Regions from separate parts of the Sus scrofa genome. Here region 1 is linked to region 2. The links are chromatin contacts, called in public Hi-C maps. All regions are on one chromosome and are shown on one strand. Each heading gives the region's core, a stretch centred on a gene start, on an enhancer-like site or on the middle of the called end of the contact. The rest is flanking DNA. Distances are from core to core; before and after follow the strand shown.

What was found. A called contact is a pair of places that touch in the nucleus more often than the background predicts.
Region 1: a contact with region 2 is called in a Hi-C map of liver, with 12 times the contacts expected there. The contact joins the promoter of KIAA0907 here to the promoter of SLC25A44 in region 2. A contact is called at or near these places in 1 of 5 promoter capture datasets (liver) and 2 of 47 Hi-C or Micro-C datasets (liver and skeletal muscle).

What each region holds. Positions count from the first base shown.
Region 1 is chr4:94,096,745-94,101,049 of Sscrofa11.1, forward strand. It overlaps KIAA0907 (UPF0469 protein KIAA0907 homolog), which reads left to right and starts at 1,467. Exons shown (of 15, transcript XM_001928648.6): 1 at 1,467-1,598; 2 at 2,101-2,317. The coding sequence starts at 1,561.
Region 2 is chr4:93,855,503-93,859,598 of Sscrofa11.1, forward strand. It overlaps SLC25A44 (solute carrier family 25 member 44), which reads right to left and starts at 1,651. Exons shown (of 4, transcript XM_001928054.5): 1 at 1,485-1,651.

The DNA of each region.
Region 1 (4,305 bases), core at 217-2,716, 240 kb after region 2:
CAAAGAAAAAACGAATAAATAAAAAGGAGTTCCCTAGTAACCTAATAGTTAAGGATTAGGCCCTGTCACTGCTGTGGCTAAGTTCAATCCCTGGCCCAGGAACTTCCACATGCTGCTAGTGCAACTGAAAAAAAAGAAAAAAAGAAAAAAGAAAAAGAAAAAAGAAAAAGAAAAAAGGAAATAAAGACACTAAAAAAAAAAGGCACTATAGCAGGTGTTCCCATTGTGGCTCAGTGATAATGAACCTGACTAGTACCCATGAGGATGTGGGTTCAAGCCCTGGGTTAAATGTTCCCTCACTCAGAGGGTTAAAGATTTGGTGTTGCTGTCACTGTGATGTAGGTGGGCAGCTGTAGCTCCAATTCGACACCTAACCTGGGAACTTCCATATGCTACAGGTGTGGCCCAAATAAAGCTCACACACGCACACAAAACACTATAGCAAAGGAAAAAATAGATTCATGCAATAGAAAAGAATGCAGAAATAGATGTTTATATGGGACATTTATTTATTAAATGCTGAAGGGAAAACACTATAAATGTGGCTTTAAATTTTTTTTTTAGGGCCACAGGTGTGGCACATGGAAGTTCCCAGGATAGAAGTCAAACAGGAGCTGCAGCTGCCCTACACCACAGCCACAGCAACTTAAGTCCCTGAGCAGGACCAGGGATCCAACCTGCATCCTCATGGATACTAGTCAGGTTTTTAACCTACTGAGCCACAACGGGGACGCCTAAAAATGTGAATTTTAAATGAATTTGTATTCTGTTAATCCTGTCAGTACATAAACTTGTTTGCAAGAATAGCATTGTATTTTATTGATTCTATGTAGAGACTCCTTGGAGTTCCCATTTCATAACCTAGGCTGGGTCACTTCTTTAGCCCTCACTGGAAGGGCTCTGTGACTTTCAAATACTTGCGTGTTAGCTCCACCAAGTTGAGCATTTATCTTCTCCACCTTTGTTTATTATAACCTATTCTATGTAATACCCGGCGTGGCCACCACGCCACATTCTAAGTGTCAGAAAGGCAGGACCCCCTGCTCTTAAAACAGGGACAGGCGCGCAGAAATGAAAAGAAAAAAATCTTCAAATAATTTTTGGGATGAGTCCTTTCCTTTTCCCTAAGCAGGTAACTGAAACTTGAAGTTTGCAAAAGCCGCGGGAAAGCGCTGTCCCAGGTCAGCGGCTGGGACTCTACAAGAATGTGACTGAATTTGGGGAGAAACCTGTTTAATTTTCCTTACTCATGCGTGTTGTACTCTTGGCTAGCGACTTGCCCACAAGAAAGATGGATTCTTCTTGCCCCAATTCTTCCTTAATATGAGATTTAGCAGCCATCTTTCTCAAGGGAAAGCGCAAGCAGGAAGGCCACACCCCATCTGTTTCAAATAAGGCCAGAAGCCTTGACATCAACAGGAGTCCAATCGGAATAGACTTTTATACCGGAACCGCTTTGCCTCACGACCGGAAGAGGCTGTGCGTAAGGGCGTTGGGGGCGGAAGTGACGGGAAGGAGGTAGTGGGGTAGTTGGCGGGTGGTTGATCAGAGCCGGTCGCCATGTCCGCGGGGAGCGCGACACATCCTGGAGCTGGCGGGTAAAGCTTTTCTGGCGAGGGCATCGCAGCGAGCATGAGGCCCAGGAGAGGCGGAGGGATCATGGGAAGCAGCGTCTGGGTAGAGGGGCGCTTGGGTGGGAAGTGTATGTATTTGAGGGCCGGACTTTGGGGGCGAAGGATCGTGAGCAGGCCTGGGGCCCCAGAAAAAGGCCAGCGGGGATCAGAGAAAGGAGAAAAGCAGGGACTTTGGGAATGACGAGCCAAAAGGGAAGGTGAGAACGAAGGGTTGTAGGACACCAGAATCTTTTAATAGGGATGACGGAGTAGAAAGGAAGTAGATTCAGGAAAAGGGTTGAAAGAAGTGAGGATTTGGGGAAATATTGCAGTGGTTGTCTGTTTAAGGAGAGATGGTAATTTTAGCTCTGATAGTAGATTCGAAAGTGTAAAGGGAGCCTGATAGCGGGAAAATGGGGTACTAAGGTGTAGTAAGGGGAGAAAAATAGTAAAAACTTTGTGGCCTAATATTTTCCTCTTCCTGTAGGCGCCGCAGCAAATGGGACCAACCAGCTCCAGCCCCCCTTCTCTTCCTGCCACCAGCAGCCCCAGGTGGGGAGGTTACCAGCAGTGGGGGAAGCCCTGGGGGCTCCACAGCTGCTCCCTCTGGAGCCTTGGACGCTGCTGCTGCTGTGGCTGCTAAGATCAATGCCATGCTTATGGCCAAAGGAAAGCTTAAACCAACTCAGAATGCTGCTGAGAAGGTATTTGAAGTTGAGGGGATTCTGCTGATTGCAGTTTGTAATCTTGTAATCTCACAATCATTTGTCTTAAGGAGACACTCTCGGGGGTGGGGGTACAGTAATTTAGTTTTTTTTTTTTTTTTTCTTTTTAGAGCTGCAGGAGCGGCATATGGAGGTTACCAGGCCAGGGGTCAAATCAGAGCTGCAGCTGCTATGCCACAGCCACACCAGATCTGAGCCCCCTGTCTGCAACCTACACTACAGCTCACGGCAACACCAGATTCTTAACCCACTGAGCAAGGCCAGGGATCTAACCTGCATCCTCATGGATGTTAGATTCGTTTCTGCTGAGCCAGGATGGGAACTCCTAGGAGGCAATTTTGCTTGGGCTAAGTTACATTTATGGACCAAATAACTTGTTTTGTCTGTGTTCCCTTAGTTCAGCCCTAGTTCTGTCTACATGATCATTTAAAGCAGTGATGTAATAGGTTTTTTGATACATGTGCATTTCCCCTGAAGTCAAAAGAGAAAATCAGATAAATCGTGGTGAGCTTTAAAATATCTCTAATTAAATCTATAGATTTAGGAGTACTCCTGTGGTGCAGCTGGTTAAGGATTCAGCATTGTCACTGCAGTGGCTTGGGTCACCGCTGTGGTGCAGATTAGATCCCTGGCTCAGAAACTTTCATATGCCTCAGGTGCGGCCAAAAAAAAAAAAAAAAATCTGTAGATTCACATTTCTAATGACTGCCTAATTAAAGTGCTGTTGGACATGAACTAAAATGAGTAATTTATATATATATATATATGTCTTTTGCTGTTTTAATGCAAATTGAGGAAATCAGAATACCTAGGTTATATACTCCCTATTATAATTAGAATCTTACAACTAATATGGGTCTGAACTTTGAAGCATTTAATTTACCTTGCCATAGAATCTTTCTATAGGATAATGGGTATAGGTCTGTTTGCATTGTTAGAAGACATGCTTTGTTCTTTAAAAAAAATTGTTATAGCAATTTTATGGAATGGGATATTGTTACCAGTTTATAGATTAGGAAAATTAGGTTCATGAATGGAAAGTAACTAGTTCTAGATCTGTAAATGGTAGACACAGATGTCTGGCTTCAGAGTTATGTTGGACAGTTGCTTGAAAGCCTCTAGAGTTCTCAGAGAATTTATTGTGTTCCCAGGTAGCTCATTCCAGTATAGTCATTGTTTGAAAAGGATTCTTTTGGCTTAAATTAAAAGTTGCCGAAGTTCCCGTCATGGTTGACGAACCCGACTAGCATCCATGAGGACTCAGGTTTGATGCGTGGACTTGCTGGGTTAATGATCTGGTGTTGCCATGAGCTGTGGTGTAGGTTGCAGCCACGGCTTGGATCCTGTGTTGCTATAGCTGTGGTGTAGGCCACTGGCTACAGCTCCATCTGATTTGACCACTAGCCTGGGAACCTCCACATGCTGTGGGTTTGGCCCTAAAAAGACAAAAAAAAAAATTGCCTTCCATGGTACCTGGGAAGAGATGAGTTTTGTGTTTGAAAATGCAATTCATGTGAGGTGTTGAATATGTTAATTAGTGTGTTTGTGGTGATTATTTACAATACAATGATGCACAAATATCGGAACATCAAGTTGTGCACATTAAATATGTACAATTTTTAGGAGTTCCCTCACAGCTCAGTGAGTTAAGGATCCAGTGTTGTCACTGCTGTGGCTCTGGTTATAGCTGTGGCACAGGTTCGATCCCTGGCCCAGGAACTTCCACATGCCACAGGTTCAAAAAAAAGGTACAATTTTTATTTGTCAATTATACCTTAGTAAAGCTGGTGTCAATTATACCTTAATAAAGCTGGAGGGGGAGAAAGAATGAAAATGCAATTCGTCAATCTTCCAGTTTATTAGTAGATAACATCAACAACGTTTACCAGGCTGGAACCTGTGTGGATGATTTAATAATCAAGTTCTGCGGAATTGGTGAAAACTTTTAGTGAATTGGAAGTTTGTTG
Region 2 (4,096 bases), core at 401-2,900:
CCCCATTTTTTCACAGGCCTCAATCACAAAGGTTAAAGTGCCTCATATGAAGACCCAATAGATGACCCAGGATGTCCCGAAGTCATCAAATGAGATGTCAGAGGCAAAGGCCCTGCTGCTGAGACCACCAGAGGGAAGGAACAAACTGGCCTAGATAAGCACACTTCCTCTCCACTTCAATTCTTCATGTACCAGAAAAACCTATACCAGACTATTCACTAGGTTCTGAGTCACCTGGAAGGCAAGGTCATTCAATGAGAAGAACATTAGTGGTCAGGAGTTCCTCCACTTCCATTACTTACTAGTAGGACTGGAACTAAGTCACTTCTTTAAAATTCAATATCCTCATCTATGATATAGAGCTAATAAAGCCTGCCACAGCTATATAACAGTGTGGTGCAACTCACATGTGCTAAAATATGCAAAGCCATTTTTATTAACAGCAAAGCACTTCCATCATTGCAGAAATTTCTATTGGACAGTGGTGCTCTAAATCCTTGCTACTCAGAGTGGTGCACAAACCCGCAACACTGGCATCACCTGGGAGCTTGTAGAAATACAGAACTTCAGGATGCTCTGTAGACTTGCTGAATAAGAACCATTTTCACAAGATCTCTGGGTGATCAATATGTATATCAGAGTTTGGAAAAGTATTGCCTTAAACATTAAGGATTGTCAGTATTCTAACAATAACAACTACTCTAGGAGTCCACGACCACTATGACTACATTAAGAGCCCTCTGATTCCATCCTGACTTGTCCCCAGGACTGGGCCCAATGCTGACTAATAGACTCATTCAGTTCTTTTCAGTCAACAACATTCACCAAATCAAATCATCTGTCTACAGCTCCTGACAAGACACCTATGAGGTCTGGTTCCCACTTCTGTGCTGGGATCAAGATCTTTGCTTCCTCCTTCTGTTCCTCTGTTCTTCTTACTGCATCTCCATCAAGGCTCTGCATCCTGAGAGCTATCTACCTTAGGAACGTGAATATATTTACATGCTCGCCCACCTGTCCTAAAGAACATGCATTTCCTTAGGGAAGGTTCTGGGCGTGCCTCCAACCCCTCCCTTCAAGGTAATCTCCCCCCAGGACAGGAGGAGATTCCCACTCAACCTTCCTTTGGTCTTCCATAGGTGCCCACGTGATCTCTCATGACAGACATCACACGACAATCCTCTTCACCTACTGCACATGACACCCCCTTTAAGTAGCTTCTGTCCTGACCCCCGAAACTGCCGCCTTTAGATCCTGGACATGCCCCTAGCCATGTCTCTGGCCATGCTTCTTTCGCTGTCGGCGAACCCCATGCTCCTCCGATAGGAAGAGATGCGTCGCTGGAGTCATCCCTCATTCCCAAAACTGCGCGGCGGGTTCCCAGTAAATTGCTGCCGTGCACTGCAGGCAACCGCTGCCTCCCTGACAGGTCTCGGTACTAGGAGACCTTAGTCCTTAGGCACCTCAAGCCGGTGATTTCGTACCTTCTCAGTTCAGGGCGGTTCTGCCGCGTCTGAGGCAAACTCCCAGAGCGGACCTCTAGGCCGCAGCTCCCACTCTATCCTCTGTTCCCGGCAACTGACGGCCTCCGGTCGCATCTTCCTCCATCTCGACCGGGATCCCGGTACTGCCGGAACCGGAAATTGGGACACTGTCACTCCCGCCCCCTGCAGGGGGCGGGGATGAACGGTGGGCAACTGCACCAATGACGTTCTGAGTCTTTAGCCTCGCCCCCCGCCTCCGCAGCAAAGGCGGAAGGTCCTGGTAGCCATCTTGAATTTGGGCAGAGGCCACGCCTTCTTTAGCCCCTTCTTCTACAGCGCATGCGTGTTCTTTCGAATTCGTGGAAATTGGGTCGCGGCCACTTCTTGAAGGTCTTGTTCCCAACGGGTCACCTTGCGTTTCAAGTCTCCTGGAATCCTTAAGTTAAAATCTCATCTAATTTTTGTGTAACTTTTCTCATCTACAGAACCAAAACAGGCCAATGTGCAGCAGGAAGGACTAAGTTTAGATTTTGGAGACTTGGGAACTCAAAACTACAGGAATAGGGAACATCCTGGAGATGGAGTGATCTCTTCTTGCTTTATAACTATTTGTTAATACATGGATTTAAAAGAAGAGGCGGTGGGAGTTTGGGGTTAGTAGATGCGAACTACTACATTTAGAATGGATAAGCAAAGAGGTCCAGCTGTATGGCACAGGAAACTATATCCAGTCACCCTTGATAGAACATGATATAAGTTGACGAAAAGAATATATATATATCTGAGTCACTTTGCTGTACAGCAGAAATGGACAACATTTATATCAACTATAATGAAAAAATATATAATAAATAGGAAAAAAAAATAAAAAGAGGCAGAGCCCTTTACAGGAGGGACTGAGAAGGCTAGGTTTGGAGAGTCAATTCATTTCAAAATAGATATTTCTATAACTCAACAACAAAAAGACAGACAACCCAATTTTTTTTTTTTTGTAAATGTGCAAAGGACTTTAATAGATGTTTCTCCAAAGAAGATGGATAATAAGCACATAAAAAGATGCTCAACATCATTAGTCATTAGGGAAAAACAAATCAAAACCATGAGATCCCCACTGCACACCCACTAGGATGGCTAAAATTAAAGCAAGCAAGCAAGCAAATGAGAACCTAGAAAGTGACAAGTGTTAGCAGGGATGTGGAGAAACTGGAACCCTGACGTTGCTGGTGGGAATGTAAAATGGTGCAGTTGCTGTGGAAACCAGTTTGATCATTCCTCAATGTTAAGCAAAATTGCTATATGACCAAGCATTTTCACTCTGAATATATACCCAAAAGAGCTGAAAACAGGTGTTCAAACAAAAACTTGTACACAGGAGTTCCTGCTGTGTTGCAATGGGATCAGTGGCATCTCTGGAGCTCAGGGACATGTGTTTGATCCCCAGCAAGTTAAGGATCCAGTGTTGCTGCAGCTGGTAGCCTAGGTCACAGCTGCGGCTCAGATCTGATCCCTGACCCAGGAACTCCATATGCCAAGGGACCGCCAAAAAAGAAAAACAAAAAACAAATAAACAATATTTACACACACAGATTCATAACAGCACTATTCACGATAGCCAAAAAGTAGAAACAAATGGTGACCTAGCTATACAATGGACTATTACTCAGCCATGAAAAAGGAATGAAAAATTGATATGTACTGCTGTGTGGATGAATTGTGAAACTGTTATGCTAAGTGAAATAAGCCAGACACAACAGTCACATATTGTGTAATTTCATTTAGATGAAATATGCGGAATAGACAAATCTATTTAGATAGCAGATAAGTGGATCGATTAGTGATTGCCAGGGACTAGGAGGAGGAAGAATGGGGACTGACTGCAGAATTTCCTTTTGGAGTGATTAAAGTGTTCTGGAACTAGGTAGTGGTGATGATTTACAACATTGTGAATGACAATGTCACTAATAGTAAATTTTTTTTGGTCTTTTTAAGGCCTCACCCGTGGCACATGGAAGTTACCAGCCGACGGGTCAAATTGGAGCTGTAGTTGCTGGCCTGTGCCACAGCCACAGCAACGTGGGATCCAGGCCATGTCTGTGACCTACACCACAGCTCACGGCAATGCTAGATCCTTAACCCACTAAGTGAGGCCAGGGATCAAACGTGCATCCTCACAGATACTAGTCGGATTCATTAACCACTGAGCCATGACAGGAACTCCCTCAATGTTAGTAAATTTTATGTTGTGTATATTTTACTACAATTAAAGAATTTGATACCTCTAGGGTCGATCTCTCCTGAACTCCAGATTTGTGTTAACAATAGCCTCAAAATATCTAGTGGGCATTTCAAACTTAGTGTGATAGTTTTATATCAGTCTGGCTAGGCTCTTGTACCTTGCTACTACTAATAGGTGTTGCTGTGAAGGTATTTTGTAGGTGTGGTTAACATCTACAATCAGTCCACTTTAGGTAAAGTATACTTTAATAATGTGGGTGGGCTTTATTCAGTCATTTGAAAGGCCTTTAGAGCAACACTGAGGTTTCTCTGGGAAGAAATTCTGCATCGAGACTGCATGATCTGGGGCGTGTGGGAAAAATAAATTAAGAGTTTGG